2 separate regions of the Triticum aestivum genome follow, and region 2 is linked to region 1. Evidence: chromatin contacts called from public Hi-C data. All regions are on one chromosome and are shown on one strand. The core of a region is the stretch at or near the end of the contact, and the rest is flanking DNA. Distances in the headings are between cores, read along the strand shown. Region 1 has its middle 12 kb from the start of LOC123145192. Region 2 has its middle 7.0 kb from the start of LOC780621.

Region 1 (4,454 bases), core at 888-3,387:
ACTCACGTGACGGAGTGGAACCGACGGAGGTACCGTAAAGACGTGGAGAGGAAAGTGACTGACTGGGATGCTTACCTGGGCCGACACATGAGGTGGTACGATGATGGCCAGAAGCACTGTCTTCGTCTCAGGCCTCGGTGGACGGCGGAAGACATCGCGGAGCTGGAGAGGGATGACCCCGAGGAAGAGGCCTACCAGACCGGCATCAGAGACATGCACAGTGGATTTAGGGAGTTTGCACCCCTCATCAACAGAGTGGTAAGTTTGAACCGACGGTTGTATTTAAATTATTTTATTCGTCATCGTGACTGACTTATGCAGTTACAGTCTGGTGAGCTGAACAGATGCATCTTTAAAGCCTCAGATGCACTAGGTGATGCCCTCGGGAGTGTACAATCTGAGAACAGAGTGAGGGGGACGATGAGGGTACAATTTCAGCCTCCACGGAACAGATGCATCTTGTTCACTTGCAATCATAAATCTGATACTTATTATGCCCTTGTTTCATTGTGAGTGCAGAAGTTCGTGAAGCGTTGTCGCAAGCTGGTAGGGCTGCTTGGGTGTGCTGGAGCTGGGTCGGTTGAAGCTTATCAGCCTGTAGCCCCACAGGGTCACATCGGCTCATCGAGCCATGTTCCCTCGTCGTCTAGGTTGGTTAAGGGGGAGGAGGAGGAGGAGGATGAGGATGAGGAGGACGAGGCCACACATGAAGAAGGGGAGGAGGAGGAGGATGAGAGCAACGGGGAGGAGGAGTACGATGAAGATTATGGACCTCCACCAACTCAATCATCTCAACCACCTCAGCTGCCGAAGAGGAATCCGAAGAAGAAGGATTTGCTGAGTCCGGACCCTTTCCAGAGACCGGTTTCTCGACGGCCCAAGAAGAAGACTGAGGAGGCTCGTTCAAAGAGTAACGAGGACCGTACCCCCAAGATGGGAAGGAGCAACTAATTCTGCTCTTGGATACTTGGCTCTTGTAGTTGGGTTGTCTATGTGTTTGCTATTTGGTTGAACTTGTCTAGTGGTTGTGAAACTACGTGGAACTATGTGTTTGTTATTTGTGGATCTATGTATTTATTATTTGTGAAACTATGTGGAACTCCGTTTACTAATTAGTTGAACTTCGTTTGACATGTTCTATGTGTATGTGATGCCCAAGTTTAATTATTTAAAATCTGTGATATTGCTGTGATATTGCTGTTATATTGAATTTGATAAGAAGCAAGCAATTGAACTTAAAACAATAAAACACAGGACCCTACCGTCACGGACCCTGGCGGTAGGGTCACACAGCCTACCGCCAACCCCCTTGACGGTAGGGTGAACCTACCGCCAGGGCAGTTTAATATTTCGTCACAGAAAGTTTGCGAGGCAAAACCCAGCCACACCTTATCGCCAGGGGTACTGGCGGTAGGGTTAGACAGCCTACCGCCAGGGGCCCTGGCGGTAGGGTACTTATCCACGTCAGCTCGGGCAGACGGCCGCCGTCCCCTCCGTCTAACCCTACCGTCAGTACCCCTGGCGATAGGGTATTTATCCGCGTCAGCTCGGGCAAACGGCCGCCGTCCCCTCCGTCTAACCCTACCGCCAGTACCCCTGGCGGTAGCGAAAGGGTAAAATCCCGAGTTTTTTCCCAGCCGGGATCAGCTCGTGAATTTATATGGTAAAGGGGTCAAAACATGAAATTTTGCCTCGGCTCGGTGGTTTCGCATCTTGCGGCAGAGTTAATGGGTGAGCGAAGAACTGTCAAAAAAGAGGGAAAAGAGAGGGAGCACTAGTGGTTTTGGTTGTGGGAATGGGGACCTGATCGACCGCACGGACCGGATACTGGGGCTGGTCCTGAGTTTGGCTCCTGTCCTGTCCGCATTTCTTTGGGGGGTGTTGCTGCTTGGCGCTTGCTGACTATAAAATCACGTTCGGTCCCGGAAACAGATGGTGCATCCTTGGTGCAGTACATGTACATGCCATTTCTCACGCAAGAAGTTGGATCTGGTTCAACGCAAGGGGGTAGAACACGCTGGTATCCAGTGGTATCCAGCTATGCTACGACCAAGCGCCGCTGCCTGCCCCGTCCCGATCGATTCAGATGGGGCGGGGCAGTGGTCACTCGCGTACGGACGCTTGCTCGCTCCTTTGCGACGGACGGATGCAGCGCGGCAGGAGGGGCGAAAAGGAGGCCGCGTGCACTTGGGGGCGTGCGGTATGTACGATCCTGTTGTCGACATCGGCGCTGCGGTACAGGACAAGCGAGGTACTACTGATTCTGCAATGATCTCACGGGTTGTGACTCCGCTCTTGTGCGTGAGCTGCCTGTGACTCCATACTTTTGCGTTGGTGTTGGCTTGTTGTGTAGTCTGTACTCTGTACTACTACTGCTATACTACAACCGCAGCGGATGAAGTGGGTCTGTGTACCCTCCAGCGCGTGTGGGGAGTGCGCGCGTCTACGTCCGCCTTGGCGCCTTGTGATGAATTTTCAGTACGTAATGTATTGGTAGTACTGGTGGTAGAAGACTCTGTAGATTTTTTTTCCTGTAGATATGTGTATGTATGAATGGCACGAGAGGTCATTTCGTAAGGGCAACTCCAACGCGCCGACGCATTTCGTATATGCAGTATGTTCCTTCATTATATATGTACTGGTAGATTATTGGTACAAGACTGGTAGTGCATGAATGGCGTGAGAGTCATTCCGTAAGCTTTTGTTGTTGGTACTTTTTGTTGTTTCTTACAGGAGTTAACCTTTGTTGTTGGACCAGTCCATTGGCCCACTTTGCCATGGGGAAGCCCGAAAGATCAGACCAAATGTTAAGCAGTCAATGAATTTGAATACACGGATTATTCACTTACAAAAATTAACACGAGAAGACCCTCAAAAAAAATTAAACAGGAGTAATTAGGTAGTGCTACATCTTGTCCAGTGAGAAAAAAAAATGAGCGTGTGATTTTCCGCCACATGTGTATGTCATGCTTGATTTCACATCAAATTATGGCTACATGTTGTAATTATTGGGACATGGCCCGTTATTATTTTTCAGTAATTCTTCCAAAAAGTTCCAAAGGCCCATACGGCCTATTCATGCATCACAAGGAGTGTGGAAAGTTTATCACTAGTGGAAAATGAAACTTAACAGTTATGACTGATTCTTTTCCTCTCCATAACGGATGGTTGTTGCAAAGAGTCACTTTGGAGGACAGGTGCATTGGAGCCCTATATTTTGAATAGTGCAAAAAAAAAACTATTTAGAAGTTTCAAAAAATTCTGAAAATAAATCAACATGTTTATATTAATGCATATTACACGTGTGCAAATTTTGATGCTGAAATAAGTAACCATGCAAGTTACACAGAAATGACAAAAGCGTGATTTTGGAAAGATGAATAGTGCATGTATTATTCAATATTTGGAAAGCACCATTTTGTTATTTTTGTATAGCTTACATGTTTACTTATTTCATCACTAAACTTTACACATATGTAATATACATCCATATGATCACCTATAATTCTTTTCGGAATTTTTTAAAACTTTAAATGTGATTTTTAAGTATTAAAAATAAAGTCCTCCAATACACCTGGGTTCCAAAAATCCACTCTCACGGTTGTTGTCCTTTCTCTTATGAGTACGTTAGTTGGAACTCGCCTATAAGAGGTCGCTCCTCTTCTCAGAAGTGTGTATGAGACCTTTGCCTCTTATGCGTCTGGCACGTTGTTTCAAAACTTTGTGTAGCCTGCGTACTTTTCATCTTTCTTCTCGGCGTGCACCGACAAGTGAGACAACAAGCCTCTGGAATCCCACCTCTTGCGATGCTTTACGGGAGAGAGGCAGTCGGGTTTTTGGGAATGCTTTCGCGTGACTGATAGATTCTTCTTTTCCATGGCTGCACACGACTACTTCCCCAATGATGATTTCATCCCCGACGTCGACGACCTCTTCACCAACATGTCTCTCACTAGTGATGGTACCGCGAATGCCTCTTCCACTATGTCGTATGTGTTCTTATCCCTGAAATATTAGTAGTAAGAATTGATCTTGACATGTTGCTTTTATCATATCTACATGGTTACGTGTCTACTATGCGTAGATTTTTTTTCTTTTGATCATCATGTTTTCTCAGTTCGACATGATTAATCTATCATACTGCTGGATTATACTATATGAAAAATTGCTTAAATATACAACACTACACGGTTTGAAAATTTACTCAAGATAAAGCCCGAAGGTTCATCGACCAATTACATTAAGTTTTGCTACTGTGAAAACTCTTAGCTATTTCCGAGAAACTTCGTTTGGCTACTGTGAAAACTCTTAGCTATTTCCGAGAAACTTGATTTGCCTCCCTCGGACAAGGCCTTTCCAGATGACCTTCCCAACCATTTATAAATTCAGTTTCTTTCATAACTCTAACTGTTTTAATATAATCAGATCCAACTTCAATTTCACTTCACCCATAT
Region 2 (4,454 bases), core at 552-3,051, 280 kb before region 1:
ACTGAACAATTTAGTACAAACATTGATGACAATGCAAAATGTTGGTTGTTTGCTATGCATGATTCACTTGCAGATGAAGAGTTCACCACCTTTGTAGTGACTCTTTGGACAGTGTGGGGAGTGCAATGGAAATATCAAAGCCCATTTGTTGTCCATAGCTTTGTTCGACATTACTTACGCGAGCTGCGAGCAATCGAACCTAGGGTGACTCATGTGCGTGTTTCATCCCCGAATAGGTCAACACAGTGGATCGCGCCGCCTGCTGGGCCAGCAAAATTAAATGTTGACGCCGTTCTTGGGAGAGGAGTATCATATGGAGCTGTGGGTGCCATCTGGAGAGATCAAGCCAGTATGTTCCTTGGTGAGTCGGCAGTGGTTTTCCCAAATATTTCTGAGCCGGCGACTCTTGAATCATTGGCCATCAGGGAGGCGTTGGCCTTAGCAGATGATTGTATGAGAGGAGCATTCAAGTGGCGTCAGATTGCAAAGTGGTAATGGATGATATACAACAGAAGAACCCAACGATCTACGGAGCGATCATACATGAAATCATAAACTGAAAACTCTTTTTACTTTTTGTAATATTATCCATGAATTTAGGAGCTCGAATGCTGAGACTCACAAACTCGTGAAGCATGCATTATCCTTAGGGGCCGGCCGTCAAGTTTGATTAGGTTAGCCCAATGATCTTAATGTCGTCTCTGTAAACATTGTGGCGGTCGAATAAAAAGCTTCGGAGTTTGCCTAAAATAAAATTAGAGCGAGCCACACGTTTCCTCACTACAAAACATGTTTTCCACCTAGCCTGTGAAGGACGGACGCCACTTCGTTACCCTTTTTCCCTTGCCACATTTCCCAATCCCTATCATGGCGCGGGCTATGAACGTACGATTTTGCTAGTTTTCTATTTTGCTTTTTTCTCTTTTATATGTATTTCAAAACATTGTATAAAAATATACATTTGGAAAATTATTTATAATTTATTAATATCATATAAACGTTTCAACGTATGTTTAAAAAGAGTAAAAAAAACACGGTCCAGACACAAATGCTCATACACACGCATGCACATCCTATCACTATGAGTACCTCCGAAAGACTGTGCTGGTACATCATCTTGAGATTGACAAAGCCGCGACATATGCATCATAGTCAACAGGAATGTCTCCTCTCACTGAACGCACATCGCCGGAAGATCTGGAATAAATCCAGAAAAATACGAGCACCAGTGTCAAGTCTGAGACTTGAACCCTGGTGGGCCGGGGATATCACTATCCTTCTAACCATCCAATAGCAGGCTGGTTCACAAAAAAGTAATTAAAAAGTGTGTTCTTAGAAAAATGTTCATCATGTTTTCAGAAAATGTTCATCATGGATCAAAAACCTTTTCATTGTATGATTTAAAAAATGTTCATGTTGCATTTCAAAAACTATTTATAGTGTATCTAAAAAAATCGTGCATTTCAAAAAAAAACTGATTACAGTATTAACTAAAAATCTATCATGTATTTTAAACAATATCATTTAATTTAAAAGAATGATCACATATTTAAATAATGTTCATCAAGTGTAAAGATGTATTATCACGTATTAAAAAAATCATTCTTCGTGTATTGATGAATTTTTCATAGTGTACTTAAAGGAATGGTCATAGTATAATTGTAAAATGTTTATCATGTACACGGGTTCATCATGTAACAACATTTTATTTAGGAAAATCGCCTAACCATGGCAGTGCTGAACCCACACTCTTTTGGACCGGCCCACGCCGGCTCACGCAGGCGACAGCACACTGTAACTCACCATATGCGTGATATAGCTGTTCCGGAAAGAAACTTCTGTGCCTGGTAAGGCGAGTGCCGAGTAGCACATGCATGATGCAGCATGGTAGTAGTAGAATCTCAGGCACACACACGTACTGCGCGCTGGTCCACGAGCAGTGGCCAACTCTCGCGGTCCGATGGGCATCGAATTATACGTACCCATATACGCCCTTTAAGATGCGCACATGTTATCGTGTGAAGCTGTCTTTGACGCGCCAGGCCGAACCTGTCGGCCCACCGGCGGCAGCGTTACTTGATCGGTGGCATCCGGGGCACGAGACGCCATGATTCTCATGGTACGTGCCTTCGAGTCGTAACGACAAATGATGGCCTACTCCTCGGCTGTTCGACCTGCCACCTACCGAGGGGCAGCAGCAAGAGCTAGCGCCGATGCACCAACCAGCACGAACAGCTTGCTGCTACTGGTAGGAACAGTACGTGCTCATCATGCATCTATGCGTCTGTCCATGGCTTTTGAGGCGGCGCCACGTGAGTGGCCCCCCGTTGCACGTTAGCTCGATGCCTCCATCCGGTGATGGGACTTGCCGATCAGCTCCCAACCTGTCCGCGCTCAAAACTGTGTTGCGGCTCCCTGTATGTACGTGGACTCGGGCGCGTCCGTGACCGGATAATTCTCAAGTCATCGCGTCTACACCGGTGCACCTCATATCTGACATCTTAAATCCATGGAGTACATATCAACGAAGTTCCAGAACATCTATTTCAAAAAACTACATTCTGGAACACAGAAAAAATTGCATGAACATCACAGCTTAACCGGACCCAAAAAAACAGAGTTAGGCATGATAGTTCAGCCGAGGAACGGATAGAGATCTAAACTAAAATTACTAAAATGCAAACAGAGAAGGAGAGGGCCGAGCATCTTCACCACTTCCTCGCTGGTCCTTTGCCCCTCCGGCCACAGGAGCGGTCGTAGCCCTACGTGTAGGCGGTGGCAGCGGGAAGGAGGGGGGGGGAGTGCCGGTCCTGGGGAGGGGCGAACGGGGCGCCCCGGCCCCTCCAAAAGTAGGGGGGCCTCCCAGGTATATGTACATTACGTACAGGCATGCTGGTCTTCGAGTGAAAATAAAAAATGAAGCCAATCTCAGCGCCTCGCTCAGCCTCTCGCGTAGTAGCCTAGGAAACTAAAAAAGATCGGAAACACTAACACCCACACGTGTGGGCGTTTGCATCTCGCCCACACGCGCTAATCACCGTTGATTTGCAGTGCACGAACCTTACAGGAATCAGCCGGCATCTCCCGTGCCACGTAGGCATAGTGAGGCGTGCGGGTGGTAGAGCGTTCGCCCGAACGTGTGGCACTTGACGCTTTTGCCCGGACGAGTTATCCGTTCCCCTCCCCACCGCCTTCTCTCCTCGTCACTCTCGCCACTCCCCACTGCAATCTCCATCACCGCGCGGGACCTCGCCTACCGCCTCCGCTTCGCCGAGGTTGGTGGGGGAGGCCGGTTCCCGTTGCCGTTTCCAGAGACGACGGCGGCAGGGAGCGCCGAGCTGGAGAGCTGGTTGGGCGCGCGTAGCGGCAGGCCGGGAGTCGACACCTCGCCGTTCGCCTCCACGTCGCCGAGGTTGGAGGGGGAGGCCGGGGACCAGCTGGCCGTCGTTGACGACGGGCATATTCTTGGTTCCCTGGCCTGCTGCCCATGTCGACCTCTCATCTGCAGCTCCGCCGATCTGCATCACGCGCCAGATCCGATGGCCATGGAACGGCAGCTCGCGCGCCTCCGCCTCTGTCTATAGGTACTCGTCGGCTCTGCCTCCCCCCCCCGCTCTGAAGCAACGCCACCCTCACCCCTCCATCCTTGGATTCTTACTCACCAGTCGGCAATCCTGTTGTTGGCCGCTCGCATTGTCGGCGTGAGGAGCGGGGATCCTGGCTCGCCAGCGTAAGGCGCGGGAGCCTGTCGATGGAGGCCTGCAACACGCCTGGCGCGAGCGTCGTGGTAGCGGGTCGGTGCTCCCGCCTGCGCGCTCGATGCCTTTCATGCTCCAACCAGCCCAAAGACACAGATCTAGTGCAGCCCCACGTGGCAAATCAGCGGTGGGCTGCTAGGTGAGTGGGTTCCATGACTCCATCCGTCATTTGTTTCCGGCGACTGGCAGAGGCGGCGGTTCTGGCTCTGGGGAGAGCGTGGGTAGCAGACTGTTCGTGTTAGCCAATCCTTGGGTGTGTGGTAGAGCAGTAGCTTGACATTTTTCTGATAAATCACACTTTTTAGATGTCTAGGTCCTCTGACTCACAAACATGGCAAATTCTATCATATGTGTGTGGCAACTTACATCCACTGAGCCATGGTTACTTTTATGTCATTTTTGCCATGTTTCATCACAACTATCCTTTTGAAATTACTCCCACAACATTAAAATTGTATGAAAATGGCAACCATGATTAAGCTCAGAAGTTGTTCATCAATTTCCATGGCTACAATCGTTAAGCTCAGATGATGTCTATCTCTACTGGTATTTTTTTGGCACTTTTGTTTATACTGACAGTGGCAAATTAGTTTTTCACCGACCATGCGAAATTCACAAATGGCCAGACGGCAATATGAACATGCCAAATTCATTTGTAGTTTTTCAGTGCCTCTTTTTTCAGTGAAAACTGAAATG

Evidence for each region. A called contact is a pair of places that touch in the nucleus more often than the background predicts.
Region 2: a contact with region 1 is called in a Hi-C map of leaf, with 4 times the contacts expected there. The contact joins two enhancer-like sites. A contact is called at or near these places in 3 of 5 Hi-C or Micro-C datasets (leaf and an unstated tissue).

The regions. Positions count from the first base shown.
Region 1 is chr6D:375,379,219-375,383,672 of IWGSC CS RefSeq v2.1, reverse strand. It overlaps the pseudogene LOC123142617. Among protein-coding and RNA genes, the nearest start is that of LOC123145192, 12 kb to the left of the region's middle. Within about 2 kb of position 2,137, at least 6 of the 8 cell types and tissues checked have an H3K27ac peak or open chromatin away from gene starts, as enhancers often do.
Region 2 is chr6D:375,658,663-375,663,116 of IWGSC CS RefSeq v2.1, reverse strand. No RefSeq gene overlaps it. Among protein-coding and RNA genes, the nearest start is that of LOC780621, 7.0 kb to the left of the region's middle. Within about 2 kb of position 1,801, at least 4 of the 8 cell types and tissues checked have an H3K27ac peak or open chromatin away from gene starts, as enhancers often do.